Regions from separate parts of the Mus musculus genome. Here region 1 is linked to region 2. Evidence: chromatin contacts called from public promoter capture Hi-C data. All regions are on one chromosome and are shown on one strand. The core of a region is the stretch at or near the end of the contact, and the rest is flanking DNA. Distances in the headings are between cores, read along the strand shown. Region 1 overlaps 1700028E10Rik (RIKEN cDNA 1700028E10 gene). Region 2 overlaps Stard13 (StAR-related lipid transfer (START) domain containing 13).

The links. Capture Hi-C pulls out chosen DNA fragments and counts their contacts.
Region 1: a contact with region 2 is called in a promoter capture Hi-C map of liver. The contact joins two enhancer-like sites. A contact is called at or near these places in 2 of 115 datasets of contacts at active chromatin or transcription factors (embryonic stem cells and epiblast stem cells) and 1 of 9 other capture datasets (liver).

The regions. Positions count from the first base shown.
Region 1 is chr5:151,392,561-151,399,229 of GRCm38.p6, reverse strand. All of the region lies in intron 2 of 1700028E10Rik (RIKEN cDNA 1700028E10 gene), which reads right to left. It also overlaps a transcript of Stard13 not described here. Among named protein-coding and RNA genes, the nearest start is that of Gm3704, 11 kb to the left of the region's middle. Within about 2 kb of position 4,734, at least 74 of the 459 cell types and tissues checked have an H3K27ac peak or open chromatin away from gene starts, as enhancers often do. A contact at or near this core is called in liver, where this site is marked.
Region 2 is chr5:151,092,449-151,098,286 of GRCm38.p6, reverse strand. Stard13 (StAR-related lipid transfer (START) domain containing 13) reads left to right here. Exons shown (of 14, transcript NM_146258.2): 2 at 2,795-2,866; 3 at 5,459-5,540. Among named protein-coding and RNA genes, the nearest start is that of Stard13, 95 kb to the left of the region's middle. Within about 2 kb of position 2,081, at least 22 of the 459 cell types and tissues checked have an H3K27ac peak or open chromatin away from gene starts, as enhancers often do. A contact at or near this core is called in liver, where this site is marked.

The DNA of each region.
Region 1 (6,669 bases), core at 3,485-5,984, 300 kb before region 2:
TGCCCTCTTGTCATGTTGGGCAGGTCTACAACTGGGATTGTTAGAGGTTAAATAACCATAGTCTGAATCTCATTCATTTGTAAGTTTAAATTGGCTCAACTACGGGTGATTGACTCCATCCATTGATCATCTGTGCTGATTATCTCTTCTGAAACTGATTCCATGTATAGTTGAAGGTCAGCTATAGTGAATAGAGAGCTTGGTTGGAAGATCTGGGTAAGACATGATGCTGTGAAGACAGGTGTGATCTGTGTAGCTGTGGGGTTATCCTTCCATCCCTGAGTCTTCCATTCATTCTTTCATCCTTCCTTTTCACATCTGCAGTTATTGCCGATCTTTCTGATATATCCGAAAGTATTCTGCAAATTAATGCCGTAAGTAGCCCAGAAAATCATGTGTGTGCACGGTGTAGGGCCAAATCAGAACAAAAAGAATATACACTTAAGTATCCTTTCTGTACCCTTAGATGAACAGTCTCCTTGTAAATTTTTCCCCAGAATCTATCAAATTTCTCAGTAATATCTTATGTTCTTTAACTTAACTTGATTAGTCATTCCTGCTGATTTCTTAGAATGCATTACTCTTTCTAAATTCGCCCATTTAATTTAATTTCATTTGCTGGCATTTTATCCACCCCTGTGGATATCTGCAGTCACTTGGAAGGAAATTATGAACACTGAGAGAAACTGCATCTTGCTCCTTCACATCTCTTGTCCTTTCATGTTGAGGTTGACATGTGTGTCAGGATGGATCTCTCACTTATATGTAAGAGTGGTTTTAGACTACGGCCTTTTCTTGATGATATGGCCTGGAACACGAGACTGCTGTGAAGTCTCAGCAATATTCCCAACTGCATTTTGTACTGTGCTTTCCATTATGCTTTGCTGATGATTTGTTATTTTGAGGCCTTGTGTACTGTGTCAGAACACGAGCCTCTTGATTTTTCTATAGCTCTTGTAAGACTCTGAAGAACCTTAGTTACTGGGAACCCTCTGAGTGAGCCACACAGAGCTGGGAATCAATGCAAAAGCAAGAGGAATTTATTGTTCCAGCACGTTGAGGTTGTCCCAGACCTGAAGGAGAGGTGGTGACCCCAGGTAGCTCGTTCAGCGAGTTTTTATACAGTTTTCAGAGGTAGAATAGAGAAACAGCCACTAGGCACAATGTGACTGGCAGAACAGTGTGACTTTTAAACTGATTGGTCCTTAGGGAATGAGATAGCAAGGGCTTTCCTCATCTGCAGGTGGCCAATGGTTGGTTCCCACTGTAGTCTGAGGAATGTAATTAGCCTCTCCCTTCCGGAGGTGAGGGGTGCCTATGTGTTCTATGACCTTTCTCTTCCAGGAGGGGAGGAATCTGGTGGAATTTTCCAAAGTTCCTGAGTTGACTTCTTCACTCTCAAAAGAGTGTGATAGTTCTAATAAGTCAGGAGATGTGCCATATGCAGTGGACTGTATGGGATATACCTCTGTGTTTAACTCTAGTGCTGAGGTCAACCAAAGGTTGTTTGTCGCTGCTGCTGCTGCTGCTGCTGCTGTAGGTGTGGACATCAATAGTCATCTTTAGCATCATCCCTGTCCATGGCTTCTTGGGCTCTGGTCATTGGATGTAGGTTTTGTTTTGTTTTTGCTTTTTACCTTCCTTATTCTTTGAGTTAAAGTATTCATTAATGTTCAAATGGGGGTGGTTCAATAGTTAATGTTGAATGTCAACTTGACTGACTTTAGAATCACCTAGGAGATAAGCCTCAGGGCATGTCTGTGAGAGAGTTTCTAGACTAGATTAAGTGAGGTGGGAAGACCCTCTCTCTATGTGGGTGGCATCCTACCATGATCTTCATAAAAAGAAAAAGAGCAGTTATACATACCAGCCTTCCTCTTTCTGATGATAGGAAGTTCTCCTTCCTTATCTCCTTCCTTCCCTCCCTGTTTACTCCCCTCTCTCCATCTTCCTTCCTTCCCTCTTTCTTCCTTCATCCCTTCTACTTCATTTTAAAATCAAATCTAATCCTGGCAAGAAATGTATTGTTAATATACTTGGTGTGGCTTCTTCTACAGAGCTAGCAAATGTTAAATAATATGACACATCATAAATAATACACATACACAAATAATGATGGCACTGAATTACTATTGTACTGGCTGGTTTTGTGAGTCAACTTGACACAGACTGGAGCTATCACAGAGAAAGGAGCTTCAGTTGGGGGAGTGCCTCCATGAAATCCAGATGTGGGATATTTTCTCAATTAGTGATCAAGGGGGAAAGGCCCCTTGTGGGTGGGACCATCTCTGGGCTGGCAGTCTTGGGTTCTATAAGAGAGCAGGCTGAGCAAACCAGGGAAAGCAAGCCAGTAAGAAACATCCCTCCATGGCCTCTGCATCAGCTCCTACTTCCTGACCTACTTGAGTTCCAGTCCTGACTCCCTTGATGATGAACAGCAATGTGGAAAGTGTAAGCTGAATAAACCCTTTCCTCCCCAACTGCTTCTTTGTCATGATGCTTGTGCAGGAATAGAAACCCTGACTAAGGCAACTATCAATGATGGCACTGTGTTACTAACATTAAGCTCATTCACTTAACATTTGGGAGCATCAAGAATCACCTGAGTGAAATCAAAGGCTTGAGGAAGACATAGATTTACATAAAGTATTAGTCGGTCTGAATAGAACTTAACAACTCATAAGTAATTCATTTCCCAGCAGAGCTATTTGCAGCCGGGGTTAAATACAGACCATACGAAAGTCCTTTCTCTGTGAGTGCAGGGTGACACATAGGTGTCAGGATGACATCTCTGATACTGTGAATTTACAGTGCCCTGCCTCACCAAGGCTCACGACATATTTATGTAAAAGGTTTCTCTTCCTCAGAGGATGCACAGTAAGGCTCTTCTGGGAAATAGGTAGGTGTTCCTCTCACTATCCAGCCTGGAGGCACAGCCTGGCTTCAACCTTGTTCTGTACTATTCTGGGAATCTGTATTCAGTACAAAGACATTTTTTTCTGATAACAAAATCTGTTTATACCTTTAGTGCCGAGCAATAGAACACACTCAAAGGGATCACTGTTGAATTTTTAAAAATTACTTTTTATTCTTTGGCATTCATATACATATATAACCAATTTTAATCATTTCACTCCCTGCTATCCTCACACCCCCTTTCTTCTTCCTGCTTAAACTCCTCAGCAAGTACCCTCCAATTTGAAGTCTTCTTTTTGTGTGTGAGCCATTGAATTTACATAAGTATAGCTGGCAGGATAGTTACTGGAACAAGGGCAATGCATTGGTGGCTACATCACCCGGAAGCACAATGCATTACCCACAGCAACTATTAACTTTTGGTAGCCCCTCGGGGAGGGATTTACTGTCAGTAGTGTCTCAGGAACACTCCTCCACCTTCCATAACGAGTTTATGACTATAACAGCCAGGTCTTGTCCAGAAGTCATCTTTTCAAACGCAGGCATCTCTAGCCTCTGGCTCTTAGGTTCTTATTGACCTGTTCTTCTGTAACACTTCTGGACACTTTGACCAGGTGTGAGCCTCTGCATTAACTACCTCCTATTTGCCATAAGCCACCCTGATTCAGGGTGAGAGTATCACTAATCAATGCATATGAACATGAGTGTTTAGGAGGCAATGGGACCGTCTACTTAGCAAAACAGTAATAATGAATGGCTTCTAAGGTCTGTGATCTCTCCAGCCTCCAGCTTTTGACTAGGCTTATAATATATAGCATGCACTTTTAACAGTTTGCTGTCCGTTCCTGTGATAAACACCATGACCAAACAGTGACTTGGGAAGACAGGTTTTACTTCAACTTACAGGTTATGTCTATCATTGAGGGAAGCAGGGACATGGAGGGGGTCCTTGGTGGCCACAAAACTCTCTTGTTAGCTCATTTACTGATTCAGTGATGCACAGGGGTTTTTAAAGTCCTATTCCACAGGCTTCCTATATCCCATTTTATTTTTTCATTCTATATTTTCTTCCCAGGATTGGGGATTTTCATAAAGAGATGATATTTTCAACCTTCAACAAGCAATATAGACTTTCACACAAGACAAGCTAGGAAATACCATGGCTGAACCCCATAAAGAAGCCATCGGACAGGTTCAAACACTTTAGCCCTCTCTCCATTCTGAAGCCTTCCTACTCCCTAACAAGAAGGGCACTGTGAGTCAGTTAACTTTCTTATTTCAAGCCTCCTGAGTTTTAAAAAAAGAGTCTACATTTGACTCTGGGCATGGATTCAAAGTCTTTTGGAATAAATGAGCTGCTTGTCTGGCTGTCAAACGTGGCCACCACCAGCACACTCATCATAACCTTCATTGGAGTTTATGTGCCGGACAAGGAAGTGCTGCCTTTCAAATTCAACAATATCTCAAACCGTGGTTGCCTTGCAAATATGGGCCCGCCCTCAGAGTAGCTAAGGGTATTTATAGTGTGTTTAAATTATGTAGGACAGAGAAAAGGAGGTTTGAAAGTCCAGCAGAGAGTTGGATAATCGACTTCCATAAAACTTAGATGAACAAAAACAACAAAAACAATTACCCTTTTTGTTCAAATGCTGGAAAGAATTTTGTCTACCTTCTTGCTTCACTGGGATTTCTTTATGTTTTCCTGGCTAGCAGAAATGTCACTGTTCATGATGCATTTGGCTTCTTTGAGGGGAGGCAAGGATTTCAGCTGAGTCTAGCACAGCGGAATGAGGAGCATTGGAGTGCACAGCCAGCAGTCAGTCCTGCCAAATCAAACAGGAACCAGGGAGAACAATGGAAGATTATGTGAGGGAAAGTGGATACCCTGAACCAACGAATGCTGCAGGAAACCCACATCAATTATACTGGGAACCAGCCACTCTCCCCCTTCACAACGCCATCCCTCCTGCTAGAGCTCTGGGGACATTGTGGATTCACCCAAAGCTCACCCACAAAAGGGCAGTGGGTGGAGGGGAAGCAAGCATGCCTTTTCTTAGTTTCCTGCTTGTCTCCAGAACTCTACAAGTCTTAGAGACCACGCTGTCCTTTCAATGACATTAGCCTAAATGACTCCCCTCTGTGGTTGGTGAGCCAGCAAAGAGTCCTTCCGGCTACAGCTCTTATGTAACAGCCTAGGATAGACAAACTGACTGCCTTTGACCTTGCTTGTGTCTTGATTCACAGGGGAGAAAAAGCAAAATGCAGAACAAAAAGTAAATAGACAAAAAACAAAAACAAACAACAGCTGGATTTTACTAGCAGTCACCAAAATGATCATGTAACTACCCCACAGGGTAAGCTCTTGGTAGCTCTGCCCGAGGCCACAGGTCTTAGGTCTTAGCGATATTCACTTTTAAACATGGCCAAGGACCCTGGCAGCACACAGTCAGCACAGGCTCAGCATGGACAAACAGGTCAGAGAAATCAGAGGGCAGTGCAGAACAATCCAGTGTGACTGGATCACTTATCCTTGCAGTTTTGAGATTTACTTTTATTTTATGTGCATGGGTGTTTTGCCTAAATGTGTGTATGTGCACTATGTGTGCACAGTGCTCAAGGAGGCCTTTAGAGGGTGTTGGATCCCTGGAACTGGAGTTAGACACGGTTGTGAGCCGTGGTATGGGTGCTAGGAATTGAACACAGGTCCTCTGAAAGAGCAGTCCCATGAACTTTTTAAATTTCCAGTCTTTGTGAAATTTGGGATAAATTTTGGTTTCAATTTTATAACACAGGTCAAAATATATTGTCATTTTTTCATATGTACTGAATTTTTTATGGCTCAGTGTGTGGACTATTTTTAGCAGTGAACTATTTGTACTTGAATATAATATATTCCTTCTAAGTTCAACATACTACTTAATTGACCCACTTTGTCATCACCTGAATGCACATTTATGAATCTTTTCATGTTCTTGATCTGTATGAGTTATGCACATTTCATTATGATTGTGTGCCTTCAATTGCTCTGTCAATTTCTGTTTTCTATATTAAGAGGATTTATATAGGAACTTAGAATTTTAAATTTTTTTTCTTCTACTGAATTATCTCGTTAACTCTAATAGCATCCTTTTCACTAAAAATAACTTATGGCTGACAGAATTTTCATGTCACTTGATTTTGTTTTGTCTTGAGAGCTGACCCTCAACTTTCAATCATCCTGTTTATGCCTTCCTAGAACTGGGCTTCTTACATGCATCTACCAGCACCCTGGATGTTTTATTGTCAGCTTTGCTGTGTTACTTCAGTAAGATCTTTCACATGCATCTCTTTAGTTCTATAGCACCCAGGAGACTGTCATTATTAACAGCACCATCTGCTTATGCTGGTCTTCAAATCAATTCACCTAAGGCTTCCCCCAACATTTTGATTATCAACTTTTTTCTTGCTATTTTCTTGAGTCTTCTATATTCTGGATTCAGTTTTGGTTTTTTGTTTGTTTGTTTTTGTTCTCTGTAAATTGCTGGACTGGTATATATTTGAGCAAGAGTTGAACTCACTACTTTTGTCTGAATGTATCTATGTTTTGCCTTTATTTGCATATTCCTCTTTAGTTCAAAGGAGAATCCTAGGTTTGTGCAGAGCTGATTTTTACCGTCACTGAGTTATGCTCCTTCCTGGACTCTGCTATGGCTTGGGAGAGCTCTGTTGTTGAATGTTTACAGTTGGCTTTTTTCTGTGTTTGCAGAAAAGCTC
Region 2 (5,838 bases), core at 832-3,331:
AAATAGCGTTTGTCTGATAGGCATTAGAAGGAACAGTGGGTGAGCCACAGACATTGTAAGGTGCCTCTCCAACTCAGCTCAATGGTCAAAGTGAAATTTCATGGTGGGAATTATACAACAAAGATATATAGCTTTGTTGATGGTTGGTGGGTTTGTTTTGCTCTTTGATTGAGATGTCAAGATTTTAGGCCAGCAGCCACACTCCCTTCTGCTCTCCTCATATTTTCCTGCCAAGCTGCCTGAAACTGGGTGCATATACAAAGCTGTTATGCCCTTTAGATGAATTGAATCCTTTATCATTACATAATGACCTTTGTCTCTTGATAGATTGTAACTCTCCCTGCTCTCCCAGTTTCCACTTGTCTAACATATTAGTAACTCATCTCACCATAGTGACAAAATTCCTGAAAGAATGAATTTTAGAGATCTGCTTGGCCTCACAGTTTGAGGTGATCCGGTTCGGCACGGCGGAGAAAGGCCTGCTCATATCGAGACAGTCTGGGGAACACAGAGGTCAATGGAAAAGAGGCTGACCTATAACCCTAGTGCCAACCCCACCCACCCATCCCCCAGGGACCCACCCCCTGCAGCTCGGTACCACCTCCTAAGGTTCTACCACCTTCCAAAACACCACCACCATGTGGTGACCAAACATTCATGATCCCTTAAGGCACGATTCCCATCCAACCATAATGCAGTGTCCTTTCTATACTCTCATTTTAAACCTTATGTGTCCTTATAACCAAAGAAGTCCTCCAGTAGGAAAGTGTCTTACTGAATGAATCTTACTGGAGAATGCAAAGGGACAGTGAGTGTTTGGTAGACATTTAGGCAAACAGAAAGGCAGCTGTGTATGAAGAGCAACTGTCTAAAAGACCTTCTCACTGTGGCTTGGTGAGTGGCAGTTTCTAGTTTGCTATCATTTACTCCTTGCAATTCAGTGATTTGAGTATGAAACCTTAAACCTTGTCATAAGAGGGTTAAAAGCATAGTTCATTTGAATGGCTAACAGAGACTGGTTCTAATTAAGGTTTGACTATTTGTGTTTGTGTATGAATGGTATTTCAGTTCATTATCAATGTTCCTACTGGGGGAAAATAAAGTGGTTTGGAGAAACTTTATGTGGAATCTCTCTACCTTGCCTCTGCCCATCCCTCCTCCTGGCCATAGTTCTCAGTCCCAGAGATTTTTCTAGACAGATCCCTGGCTCTCTAATTTCCCCACATCTTGCTATCATTTAGTTCCAGGGGTTTAATGTCCTATGTTTACCTGAATTCCCAATTCCCTCCAAATCCCTGTATGCTGTAAAGCACCTAACTTGTAGGTCTCCCTGTGTCTTCATTTGCTGGTTCTCTGGTACTTTCTTGCTTGAAGCTATGATTTAATCATAGCACAAACAAAAGTAAAACAGAAAAATGCATAGGATTGCTATGATTCACTAGAAAATGTAGGATTCTTTGATTCCTTACCCACTCATATAACTGAGCTTAAATTAAGCGAGTCTGGAAATCCAGACTGTTTTCTCATGTCGGCCCTCTGTTTCATGCTGAACTAGGCAGCCGGTCTGCAGCTTGAAACTGGAGATGAATACGCAATCCATGCTGGTCAGAATTAGCAGAAACTTCTCAACTCAGACAAAAACCAGAACTTGAAGGTTTTCTGTCCCTGTTGTGGGAACAGATTAGGGATACTGACAGAAGGAAGCACATCTTTAGGGGCTAAGATCTGGCCTTTGGTTTGTTTTCTTAATATAAATTAAATGGATTTGTCACGTCAAACATGATGAGCCTTTATTGTGAGAGGGCCCAGTCTCAGGCCTGTGGCCCATGTTAGATGGGTTTTGTGCAAAGGATTCAAGAAAGGTCTTTACTGGAAGTTTTGTCTGCAGAGGAAAACAAGCGGAAACTCACTGACGGAGCACCCCGTGGTCTAGGAGAGCTTTGGTTGGGATATTTCCCTGGGCTTTTTACTTCTATTTGGAGAAGCTGAACTTTTGACAGATGGACTTCTTTTCCCTAGGCTGATGTTTATCTAAGAGTGTGGTGGTTGAGAAATAATCCAGAATTCACAAGGTCAGAGAATGGCCTGGTTTACACACGGTCCCTCCGCCCATCTCACCCCAGATTCCCTTAGGGAGGGTTGCTGGTGTATCCATCCCACAAATTCTCACCCAAAGGACCCACCAGCCTCTTGGGTGCGGCCCTCTCCATTCTGGCAGCTCCATTAGACTCAGGCCTCAGGGTCCTCTTACCTCTGCACTCTGAGTTTGAAATCAGTCCAATATTCTTGACCAATGAGTATCTTCATGCAGTGCACTGGGAATTAAAACCATCGGTAAGACTGGATTTTTGTAATGCCTCCGTTTGTGAGAAAATAGACTACTCCATTGTATTTTTTGATCCTGAATGGGAGAGTTAAAGTAAAGCTAAATAAATAATCTCAGGCTTATCTTGGAAAATTGTAAAGGACCCATTAAAAAGAGGATTATAATTATTATAATAAGCCATTCTTTTCCTCCCTAGTCACCTAGTTCCTTGGTACATAAAGATGGTATTTTTCCCTAGGGGACACTCAGCCTTTGTGTTCTGCCCTGGGAGGTTGGTTATCATCCATAACTATGGCTCCACAAGGAAGATAACCCAAGCACACACAGAACGGTGCTTCATGTGGCCTGCACAGTCTCTGCATCCTCCTTCTGGGTAGACTGACTTTCGCCTTGTAATGACTTGCACGGAACACACCAGAACGACTGAGGTTGTCACACTCACGATGTTCTTTTTCTTGTATGTTTTAGAAATTGAGGCGAAGGAAGCATGTGACTGGCTCCGAGCTGCCGGGTTCCCGCAGTACGCTCAGCTGTATGAAGGTATGTGAGCCTTTCTCCGTTTTTCACAGAGAGAACTGACAACTGAGACCCTGCCTGGAGGGAGGGAGGGAGGGAAAGGAAGGAAAGGAAGGAAAGGAAGGAAAGGAAGGAAAGGAAGGAAAGGAAGGAAGGAAAGGAAGGAAAGGAAGGAAAGGAAGGAAAGGAAGGAAGGAAAGGAAGGAAAGGAAGGAAAGGAAGGAAAGGAAGGAAAGGAAGGAAGGAAAGGAAGGAAAGGAAGGAAAGGAAGGAAGGAAGGAAAGGAAGGAAAGGAAGGAAGGAAAGGAAGGAAAGGAAGGAAAGGAAGGAAAAGGATTGATTGATTGATTGATTGATTGATTGCTATAGTTTAAATCTAAACAATCCCCAACTCCTATTCTCTACCAGCAATTTACTAATTAGGAAGGGAAAGCCCAGGACATTAAGCGATCTCGTCCTAGTTAGAGTTTCTGCTATTGTGACAAACACCATGACCCAAATAAGGAAATGGTTGTTTCAGCTTACAGCTCTCAGGCCACACTCCTTCCCTGAGGGAAGGCAGGGCAGGAACCTGGAGGCAGGAATGGATCCAGAGGCCAAGGAGGGATGCTGTTTATTGGCTTGCTCTTTGTGGCTTGCCCAGCCTGCTTTCTTATAGCACCCAGGACCACTAGCACAGGGGTGGCCCCACCCACAGTGAGTGGGAACCTCCCACATCAATCATTAATCAAGATAATATCCCACATATTTGTCTGCAGGCCAATAGCATGGAGGAAATTTCTCAGTTAAGATTTCTTCTTCCCAGACATGTCTCTGTGTCCAGACAAAAGAAAAACAAGCAGCTCGCTGTCCTTACATGGATGGATGGGAAATTAAAAAATCCCAGCCTTTCTGATTCTTGATGAATCATATATACATATACATATGATGCTATAGGTACTATGAGATTTAATGTGAGCAGTCCATAAGTATCTAAGATGTGCTATAGCTCAGAAACATGTACATGCTACATGGTATACATATATATATATATATATATATATATATATATATATATATATATATATACATACACACACACACATATATATATCACATAAATATAATGAAAACAGCAGAGCTTGCTCTGTAACTGCTATTATTCAAAAACCAATATTCAGTGAATACTCACACTTCTGCCGTAAAGTAGCCTTCATGACTGTGATACTTACTTTACAGTTGAGGGAATGTTACTTGCCCAGAGCAACGCAGCAAAGAAGTAGTGTATACTTAAAACTAGAGTCCCTGGGCTCCTGTTTTTGTTTTTGTTTCTTTAAGATTTATTTGTCTATTGTATGCATATGAATACCCCACCATTGCTCTCTTCAGACACACCAGAAGAGGGCACCAGACCCCATTACAGATGGTTGTGAGCCACTATGTGGTTGCTGGGAATTGAACTCAGATCCCCTGGAAGAGCAATCAGTGCTCTCAACCACTGAGCCATCTCTCCAGCCACCTGGGCTCCTGTTTCTGGGTTTCTCGCTGTGATGTATAATCACGTGACAGGAGAGTGAGGTGCCGTTCACTGGGGACCATGAGAGATTCAGTCACTGGGAAATACTTTGAGTTCATCCACTTGAGTGGATTCTTTTTTATAAAGGCAAGGGTTATGTCTTCCAATTGGAATGTCTACAGCTAAGTAAATATGCCAGTATGTTTAAACTTTTACTGTGTAGCCTATGCTCTAAAGAGAAAAAGATGTGTGCCCAGGATGGGGGGAAGTGTCTGCTTCCAACCCAGAGGAGGATTTAGAAACGTTAGCTTCATTTTAACTGGGAAGACATGGGGCATACAAAAGAGGAAGCCATGGCTGTCCCAGTGACCAACATGAAAGTTGACCTTGGGCCATTATGTCAAGTGATAGCAAGAGGTTTTCCTATGTAAAAGAGGGACCTAAAATGAAAGCCATATTCCGGATTTTGACAGTTACCACCCCAGTTGGCATGAGTCCTCTTTTGGGGAACAGTCATGGGCTAGGAATCTCTTCTTTTGTGGCATCAATTCAGGGACTTCAAGATGACTGAAAATTTTGCTACCAAAAGAAGAAAGGGAGAAAGGGAGGGAGGGGGGAAAGAGGAAGGAAGGAAGGAAGGAAGGAAGGAAGGAAGGAAGGAAGGAAGGAAGGAAGGAAGGAAGGAAGGAAGGAAATCAGATCTGGGACTATTAAACTTGGGCTGTTTTTGGAAATGTCCTTTTTGAAGGAAAAAACGTTTGCTAAACTAAGAATTCTATGAAGTCATCTGTCCTGTGGTGAATAGGAAGAATGCAGGAGCTGTTCTTCATGTCCTCCTGAGGAATGTCAGATAAGGATGGGCTTAAAGGGCCCTTGGCATGCAATCCTGCCCAAGGTTAAGATGCTTGTTTTCATAGTTTGCACTTACACTGCACTCTCAAGAGCATTTTCTGTGAATAATAATAATAATCTGTGCTATTTTTAAATGCTGTCAGCAATAACAATAAGCAGTAACTGTGATTTAAGATTTAGGAATTAAGAATGGTGATTTGTGCAGAACCTGATGGCCTGAGTTCATGCAGCCAAAGGCATAAGCCTCTGTCTTCTCCTTTCTCTCTCAGATTCGCAGTTCCCCATCAACATTGCGGCCGTCAAAAAAGACCATGACTTTCTTGAAAGGGACCTTGTAGAACCTCTTTGCAGGTAAGCCAGATGAGTGAAGTATCTTTGGTTTTGGTTTCTTTCCTTGGTCTGTCTCTATTTTGGGCAGCACAAAGTTAAAGGTTGACATTAACAACTTTGGAAATACGTTTATTGTGGTCACTGTTGCTGGTTGGTCCTGGTACCCTGAGGATGCTCAGTTCCTGTTTCTGTAGAGTTTAAATCTTAAACAGGGACTTGGGGGGCACTTCAGACATTAGATTAGGAAAAAGAGTAAGAGGAAGAGAGAAGAAAAGACAGAAGAGGAGAGAAAAAAGAGAAAGGGTGGATATTTCAGAGT